Regions from separate parts of the Danio rerio genome. Here region 2 is linked to region 1. A link is a contact called in public Hi-C data. All regions are on one chromosome and are shown on one strand. Each heading gives the region's core, a stretch centred on a gene start, on an enhancer-like site or on the middle of the called end of the contact. The rest is flanking DNA. Distances are from core to core; before and after follow the strand shown. Region 1 overlaps adgrl3.1 (adhesion G protein-coupled receptor L3.1). Region 2 holds the start of si:dkey-92j12.5.

Evidence for each region. A called contact is a pair of places that touch in the nucleus more often than the background predicts.
Region 2: a Hi-C map of embryo shows a contact between it and region 1, with 2.2 times the contacts expected there. The contact joins the promoter of si:dkey-92j12.5 here to the enhancer-like site in region 1. A contact is called at or near these places in 2 of 18 Hi-C or Micro-C datasets (embryo and an unstated tissue) and 1 of 4 datasets of contacts at active chromatin or transcription factors (embryo).

What each region holds. Positions count from the first base shown.
Region 1 is chr1:24,581,615-24,586,254 of GRCz12tu, forward strand. All of the region lies in intron 11 of adgrl3.1 (adhesion G protein-coupled receptor L3.1), which reads right to left. Among named protein-coding and RNA genes, the nearest start is that of smim18, 140 kb to the left of the region's middle. Within about 2 kb of position 2,722, at least 7 of the 62 cell types and tissues checked have an H3K27ac peak or open chromatin away from gene starts, as enhancers often do.
Region 2 is chr1:24,732,842-24,737,219 of GRCz12tu, forward strand. si:dkey-92j12.5 reads left to right here and starts at 1,568. Exons shown (of 41, transcript XM_073951162.1): 1 at 1,568-2,921; 2 at 3,100-3,152; 3 at 3,316-3,485. The coding sequence starts at 3,146. LOC141385568 (a long non-coding RNA gene) reads right to left here and starts at 2,120. Exons shown (of 3, transcript XR_012406192.1): 1 at 2,003-2,120; 2 at 1,678-1,744; 3 at 1-304.

The sequences.
Region 1 (4,640 bases), core at 1,472-3,971:
TACTGAAAGGCTTATGTATGCAAAAAAGGATTTGAGCTCGCTGCTGAAAAGCATCTAAGAAGTTCTGCATATTCATTTCTTGATTAAGTCTTATGTAAAAGACACACAGACATGTACGGTTGCATAAGTCCATGTTTCATGACTTGTTTTTTTTTTTTTTTTTTTGTATAGCACTAGCTCCTAACTACAGTTCATGTCCGGTCTGTCTGTAGCACACAATGGAAATGAATATGCTGAGTGACATGACACAATCTCCTCAGTCCAGATGTTTTGTTCATGCCCGATACACACGTGTTGATAGGTGTTTTTCACCAATTAGAAAAAAAAATAATTTAAGGCTAATGATGATCAAGCTAAAACAACAGAAGCAAGCAAATCCCAAAATGAAGTGTTGCAGTCAATTGCTAAGTGAAAATTTGTGTGGTTAACATGCACTCTTAGAAATAAATGCACCAAAGTTGTCACTGGAGTGGCAGCTTTTTAAAATATACACTCTTTCTATTTACATACTAATACAGTCTGTTCATTTAAGATACCAATGGGGAATTTTGGTTACAAAGGTAAAAATAACTTTTTATTTTTACTTTAAACTTTTTTTTTTTTATGAGAGTGCACCTTGTGTTTAGCACTTGTTGACAGATGTTGCTTTCTTAAGAAGTGCAGTTAGCTTAGGCCCCGTTTACACCAATACATTTTAGTGTTAAAACTGCCTCTTCTGAGTTTTTGGCGCTCAAAAACTCTGGGGTAGTGTGGACAGATGCCGTAACAGTAGCAAAATTTAGTGTAAAAGGGGCTTTAGATCTAGGGTGCATTTACTGAGCAACAGCATTGCTATATCATACACTGCATGAAAACCTAGATTTTCATCCCTGTGAATGTGAGAAAACATCTCAAATCACATGCAATTTTTGGCCATTCACAGGTTTGTAGGTATCGTTTTTAAACAGATTGTTCACATTGAGATTCAATAAGTACAAAGCTGGAATCATATCAAAATTTAGCTCGAGGATATGTTCCAGTACCTTCTGTATTTTCTACCAAAATGGCCAAATGGTTACAAAAACAATGAATGAATGTACCTTTATCTTTTTTACATTTGAAACAGAAGTCTGTGGCATTGGCAAACATTTTCTTAATAGGTATTGCTGTACATTTTATCCAATTAAAAAAAAATTAAAATTGTGCTTATGGATCCTAAGAGAGGTGCATTTCAGGTATATATTATTACATTCAATGTCCCAGTCATTCTCCTCAATAGTTTGACCAATATCCTTCTCCCAAGTCCTAGCCAGGCAGAAGTGCAAATGTTAGACAAAATGTCATATATCCTTGTTATCAATTCTTTTAAACAAGATGCATTATATATGGAAGGATTTAATCTTTTTTCTGGTTCTCAGCTCTCCTTTGTCCAACTTTGGTTTTAAAAAAATGTTGCAATTGTAGATATTTATAAAAATTGGATATTGGAAATTTATATTGATCTACAATCTGTTGGAAAGAGTTTATGGTGCCCTCTAAAAATAAACAAGACATTTGAGAGATACCCAGTTCAAGCCATGCTAAAAAAACAGTGTTTTGCAATGTTAAAGGTATATGTTTTATGTTTAAACTTGTGTGCTTCGAAGTGTAAACATTTAAAGTGCACATTTAATAATTATAATAATATTAATATTAATAACAATAGTAATAATAATCATTCATTCATTTTCTTTTCGGCTTTGTCCCTTTATTAATCAGGGGTTGCCACAGCGGAATGAACCGCCAACTTATCCAGCATGTTTTTACACAGCGGATGCCCTTCCAGCTGCAATCCAATGTGGGAAACATCTACACACACTCATTTACACTTATACACTATGGACAATTTAGCCAACCCAATTCCCCTTTACAGCATGTGTTTGGACTGTGGGGGAAACCGAAGCACCCGGATGAAACCCAGGCGAACGCAGGGAGAACATGCAAACTCCACACAGAAACGCCAGTTGACCTAGTGGAGGCTCAAACCAGCAACCTTCTTGCTGTAAGGTGACAGCACTACCTACTGCACCACTGCGTCGCCAATAATAATAATAATAATACCACTTCCAACAGCAACCTAGCTTTCCCATGTGGTCTCACTTCCAGGTACTGACTGGGCGCAGCCCTACTTAGCTCCAGTGGGTGACCATGTGAGAGTTGCAGAGAGCTAGCTGCCAGCTTGTTACCACACTGGTCACTACATATACTGCCATACAAGGGTAGGTCAGCCAAGAGTTATGTCCCTATTTGGGAAATGTAGTGCTGTAATTACATCATTTCTGAGTGATCTGTTACACATGGTGTCTATGGCACAATGGACAGGCACCAAAATATGTGCCCACAAACAAATATAGCAAGGACTGTCCACATTTTCAGCACCAGCCAAGTAACTGCCATTGGTGTGAATGAGAACGCAAATAGTTTTGTCCATATTGTCTATAGAAAGAAGAGATCACACAGATGTCGAGGAGATTTTTTTGATGTTGATTCTCCTTTAATCAAACCTTCTAAAAAAAACATGTAAAACATCAAGGCCAAACAACTAAGGCAGATGATCAGATGCCCAAAACAACAACACAAAACCCACTGGTGATGAAATACACAGAGAGAGAGGGGAAAAAAGGCAGGCTAGAGGGCAATCCCATGGAGAGCTATTTCTCTCAAACGAGATGCATGTGAACTGGCCTTGAGTGGTGGAATGGCGGATAAATTGTTTGCCAGGAACGATAAATTTCCCCCTTTGCGCTGTGAAAGCGCTGGAGCAGAATAGAGCGGTTAGCATGGATCTCTGAGCACCATCCCCCCTCCCCCACTCCTTTCTTTTTTATCTTTTTGTTTTCTTTCATTTATTCTCTTCCTCTCCCTTTCATCCTCTCTTTTCCACTCAGTCAGTTCACACTGCATTTGTCTGTCTCGCTTGTTCTGTCTCTGGTAATGTTCGGTTCATTCTGTCTCCTCCTCAGTATTGTTCTTCCTGCTGTTCTCACGTCTTCCCTTATTACATTTCAAATCTTTGCCACCGCTTCCCTCATTTTCTTCCTCTCCCTACTTTCACTGTCTTTCTTTGTCACTGTAAACCATAAAAAATTAAAGAAAGCATTCTTCAAAAAATAAAAATGCTGTCAATATTTAAACATACTCATGTCGCTCCAACCCCAGATTTACATACAACATAAAAGGAGAAATTCTGGAAATTGTACGAGTTCCTCATTACAATTATCAGGGACTATAGCTCTCAAATGTTAAAAAAGGCTGCAAAAATACAAAACCCAGTCATAAATGCAACATAGGTTCATACTGAAAACGAAGCCCTATATACATTTCTGGAGATTACATATGGCTGCATTTCATCAGGTCAGTCTGTGCTTTTGAAAACACTATTGGTTGGGTTTATGAAAGACGGTGAGTGGGTAATCTATGCCTTTTAAAACATTGCGGTGGGTTTAGGGAAGGGGGGGCAGGTCAATCTGTGCTTTTGAAAGCACTATTGGTTGGGTTTAGATAAGGGGGTAAGCGGGTCAATCTGTGCTTTTTTAAAGCATTGCGGTTTGGTTTAGGAAAGGGGGTAGGCGAGTCAATCTGTGCTTTTAAAAACACTATTGGTGGGGTTTAGAGAAGGGGGTGGCTGGCTCAATTGTTGCTTTTAAAAATACTATTGGCTGGGTTTAGGGAAGGGGGTGAGTGGGGTGATTGGTCGGTTGATCAATCAGTCAGTTAGTCAGTCGACAGCCTCTGGTGGATTTACATGAGAACAGCTGGCGAGAATGGCACTGGCAGAGAATTAAGAGATCTCAAAAATCATATACAGTGACCTCTGGTGCATTCGCAAAAACTGCAAAAAAAAAGAAAAACATAGCTGCTGGAACTTATTTTGCTCTCTCCAGAAATGTAAATAAAGGTAAGTAATCACAATGAGCCTGGGTTGCATAAAATGGTCAATATAAGCCAAGTGAATTGCAACCAAATTAAAGTATACAAAAATATGATTGTGCAATATAATGAAAAAATAGGTGGCCACTGGCCGTCAGGTTAAGCTTTAATTAGAATAATTAAATGCTAAATAAAAATGCTTAACACAATGCATTACAGATGCATGAACACTCAAATCTTTAATCATGTCTGTAGTCGTCATTATCTGAGCTTGGGTGAGAAAAGAGTCAGGATTGTCCTCTAAGAATGAACAGATGAAACAAAAACAAAAAACAAATTAGCCAGTGATTGAAAATTTGCTTTTTAAAAAACACTATTGGTTGGGTTTAGGGAAGGTTTTAGGTCAATGGTTCACTTGGTGATGTGTATGACAAGGACATGTCTCTGAAACATGGCACAAGACATGTTCTTTTTGAGTCTAAAATTGCCATAAATTGTGATAAATTTTATTTGATATAAAATAAAAACAGATACTCTTATAGTGACTTCACCATACACCTTTACAATAAGTTATACCATTTTGTTTTTGTGCAAATCCATTTTTTAGAGATTATGTGTAAATCATGTCACAACAAATGTGATATGCTGAGATATATTGTATTCTCATATCAGTATAACTTTCTCGAATAGTAACACCACTTGACAAAAATGTAAGTAGAGATCTGTAAACATCATATAAAGCTATGGGATGC
Region 2 (4,378 bases), core at 318-2,817, 150 kb after region 1:
ACCATGACAACAAATAAGGAATGAATCCAGCAGGGAACTGCGATGAACATGTGAATAGCACAAAAGTGAAGCTATGCTCAGACTGCATGCAGAGAAACCAATTTTTTCTCAAAAACATATCATGTCAATGAGACTATCCACACTATTAATTGCAAGTGTTTGGGTCATATTTGTGTGTTCACACATATAACCAACCTGCATGTTGCTTTGGTAACGATGTAGGCGTATACACGTGCTGCATGACAAGGCTTTCGCATGAGGCAGGAAATATGGAGTTGCATCATCTCACTCACCAAATAAGCACCTATAAGTCATGATACAAAAGAAAAACTCATATGATTACTTATGTCACAGTCTTTGATGTTTTAATCAAAGGTTTAAAGATATTGTTTTTTAAAGAGTAAAGACTATTTGAAATTTGATTTATAAAGTCAGCTTCCAGACAATGATGTATGTATGGAATTGCATTTCAATCCATCTAAAAATATTAGGGGTTGTAGATATTAGGGGGTTGTAACTGCAAGTGTTGAACACTGTGGGCCAGGGCTACACGATATTGGAAAAATTTAACATTGCGATATTTTTTTTTATTTTGCAATAAATTTTGCGATATGGATATAATTTCACCAGATGACTTAATCTCTATTTGGAAAGAATTTATAATGTCAGATTGATTGGGATGATTACGCAGTGGGAGTGCATCTTCATAAAATCTAATGAAAAATCTATAAACTTTTTAGGGTCCCGACACATTTTGGTTTTTGTCTGTGCTATTTGCAGTGCATTTCTGTATTTGCAAGTGTTGTAAGTACTTTCTATGCATAAAAATCTGTAAATACAGATACAAAAAACTATTGAAATAAAATGTTTTATCATTTCCCGGGTCTTCAAGTACACTAACTGAATGATAAAAATAATTCAATAAAATTAATCAAAAAAATCATTATACAATCACGGGCATCAAAAACACATGCCAATGATAAATTGTGATCTAAAATCAACATTGCATATCTTGCGATGTGATTATTGCAAATGATCACATTTTGATCTCGATGCTGAAAGATATATTTTGCAGCCTATGGGCCATCTAGATAAAATGTGTGTATAAACAAAAATAAAAAAGAGTGCAATTGGCGCATACATAGGCTATGTTTGCATTTTAAAAATAATGTACACTGAACTAAGTGTAGAAGTATATGGAGCACACACAAACGTATGGGAAAAGCAAAACAAGGCTGCACATGAAAACGTCATTGTTGGAGACATGTTGGGGGATACTTATGAGGTACACAAAATAGCTTTTTTTTATGGAACCCTCCTGCACTTAATTTTAAAGTAATTATAACAACTAAACCATTGATTTAAGCCATGTCTGTGTTGGCACGGCTTCCATCGGTTTTATTTGAGACTTAATATTCCACAAATTATGATTTGTGAACATGCACTAATTAATGTCTCTCATGAGCAGGAGTAATAAGAGCTGATGTCTGTGTTATTTCATGAAATGAGGGGGGAGAGGCCTGGACATCCATTTGCATTAAACTCACGGGCATCAAAGGCGCATCGCGGACATGCGCGCTGACAGCCAGTTATCAGTCTCACGCAAACCCTAGGCTGTCTAAATAATGTCTCTAATGCGACTTTCGACATTTGAAAATGTTAAAATATCTAACTTGCATGGGCTTAGATCATCCGAGACGTCCGAATGGCAGCTTTCCATGAGCTCCGGAGGAAACCTGTTGATCTGAAGGTAAATGTTAGGTGAGAAATAAGCGCTTAAATATTGATCTTTACGGTGCAGAGTGAGAACGTAACGAATGAAGACTGACAGGCAGCATGCAGTGAAACATCCAAGAAATCGCATTGCACTTGTCAGTACACATGAATGCTGATTTCACTTCCTTTTTAGCTGTCGAATTTATTGTATCAAACTGCTCAGCCCACATCCCTTAGAGTCCATGTTTAAATAGTAGTGCGAGTAAGATTTAAACCAAACACAAACCTTTTTTGATACGTTTAGGCTGTGAAATGTATATCTATGATGATTTGAACAAAATAAACAGTGTTTGTGTTTTTTTCCTTGAATCATTCGATGCACGCAGGAAAAGAGCATGTTGCTATGGTTACATCATCACGCCAAGGCGATTTCTGCTCGTTCACTCTCTCATTTTTGCAACTTTTGTGGTTAAACGTACAAACCATAATCTGACCTAAAATGGCAACTAGTTTCACCAAACTTTCATAACTCTGAAGCCGATGTGTTTAATGTTAGACAAAAACAGCTTTGTTGACATTTAGTGTACTGTTCCATGAAGAAAAAACAAACATTTAGTGAATCATTTCATTCCACAGAAGTAACGTTATATTGTTGAAATATGTTATTTAACCTATTTACAAAAATAAAAAAAACGGTGCGTTATGCTGCTTTAAGTTGTAAAATGGTATACTTGTTATCAAGATTGAGGCCACCTGTTTGCTAATTTACATAGGCTGCTTTCATATCTAGCATTTCACTGTGTTGTCCACAACACCGCCAGGCGCTTAATGTCCTATCAGGTATAGGTTGTAAGGACATCTGTCCCGGGTAATTACCGTCGTTCACAGTTTAAGTCCGTTTACAGCTGCTAAGCCGCCCCGGTAAGCGCATTACCTTAGCAGGGCAGCGCAAACACTAGCGCTCGCGCAGTCCGTGATGAGCGCGTGCCGACCGCGAGAACCTCCCGGAGAGGTGCGAGACTCCAACCCAGATTACATCAACATGAATAAGAGATTACAGCAGGCGTTATCAGAGCGATCAGCGAAATATGAAGTGAACCGTCACTACAATTCATAAAGCCTGTCATCGGTTACTGAGACAAACGCCAGCGCTGCCAAATTGCGTCACTGTCACTTCCCGCCAAACGTCACCTCTACTGTCACAGGTAAGAACTGTCAGGTGTCAATGCCGGTTAGTGATTAAGATGCTGAAATCCACCTAAGTCTTTCTTGAGTAGGATAAGAAAGGAACAAATCTGTTTGTTTTTGTTGTTTTGTATTTTAAATATGTTCCAGAGTTTGATTGTCATTGGTCCTGACATAATTGTTCTTCCGTTTTTGTAGATGTCAGCAAGAAAGTGGTGGTAATTCAGCACTCAAAGAATTGAAAATGATGGGTATGTATGAAGTGTTATTTTTAGCCTTCTTCAGTGTCTTTTTGTCTCAGTTAGTATGAATATTACATGTGTTCTGCTGTAAAGATTGTCATGTGGGCTATAGTTGCTGTCATTGCTTGTGTACATGTGATTAATATATTTATGTGTATGCGCATTTACACAGACACACAGCGTGCTTTGGTGGCAGTGGAGCGTCTGCAGGAGAGGCTGAAGAAGAGAGGAGAGCTTCCTGCTGAAGAAAAACTCAGTCTGCTTAAAAGTGTCTTACAAAGTCCCCTGTTCCACCAGATACTTATCATGCAAGAGACTGGACAACAGCGTAAGCAGCAGCAGGTCAGAGAATATATCATTCCGGTGCATGACAAAGTAAAAAAAGAAAAATCACGCATTAACATTAAAATATATATCAAAACATTAAACAGCGTGCTGATTAAACGGTTTTAAATGACTGGACACCATTTAGTTTCACATTTCAGGAAATAATTTCTCATTATCATGAAAATTATAAGAAAAGTAAATGATTATAATTTCTAAATCTGATAATAGGGACATTATTATGAAATGGCACAGCTAACCTCATTGTGTTACCTCTATCATAACCATGGTAACCGATATTGTAGCAACCAAGTGTGAATGTCTAATGAAACTATATTTTAATACTGATGATATCCAAGTCCACCACTAATACTTGAAATTTAAATGTAGATATGATTCTCTTTTTTAGCCTTTTGTCAGCATTCATTTTTATTTTCACAGATGCAAGCAGAGCTTTTTAACACCTTTTGTTTGACAAAAGGTTGATAGGAATCCACAAATATGATATATTAAGGTTTCTTGTTTAATCATTAGATGAATTATTTAAATAAATTATATTTAAATGGGTCTAAAATATTATTTTGGAGAGATTTTTAAATGGATAATTAGTAATTTTATCTTTCATTTTTTGTATTTTTTTTAAATTCTGTTGTAACATTAATCTTGTATTAATTCAAATCAAAACCTGGGCTATTTATTTATTTAGATTGTATTAAATAATTGTAGTTATTAAAGTACTACATTATTAATAAATATATTTAATAAAATGTTTGCTTTATTCTCTTTAAACTATTTACTGAAGCTCATTTTTGACATTGGTTTTATATTTTATCTCAACATCATTTTTATTTCTGAACTTTTTTAATGAAATATTTGTACGCTTTCCTAGAACTCAATCAATAGGGTCTCTG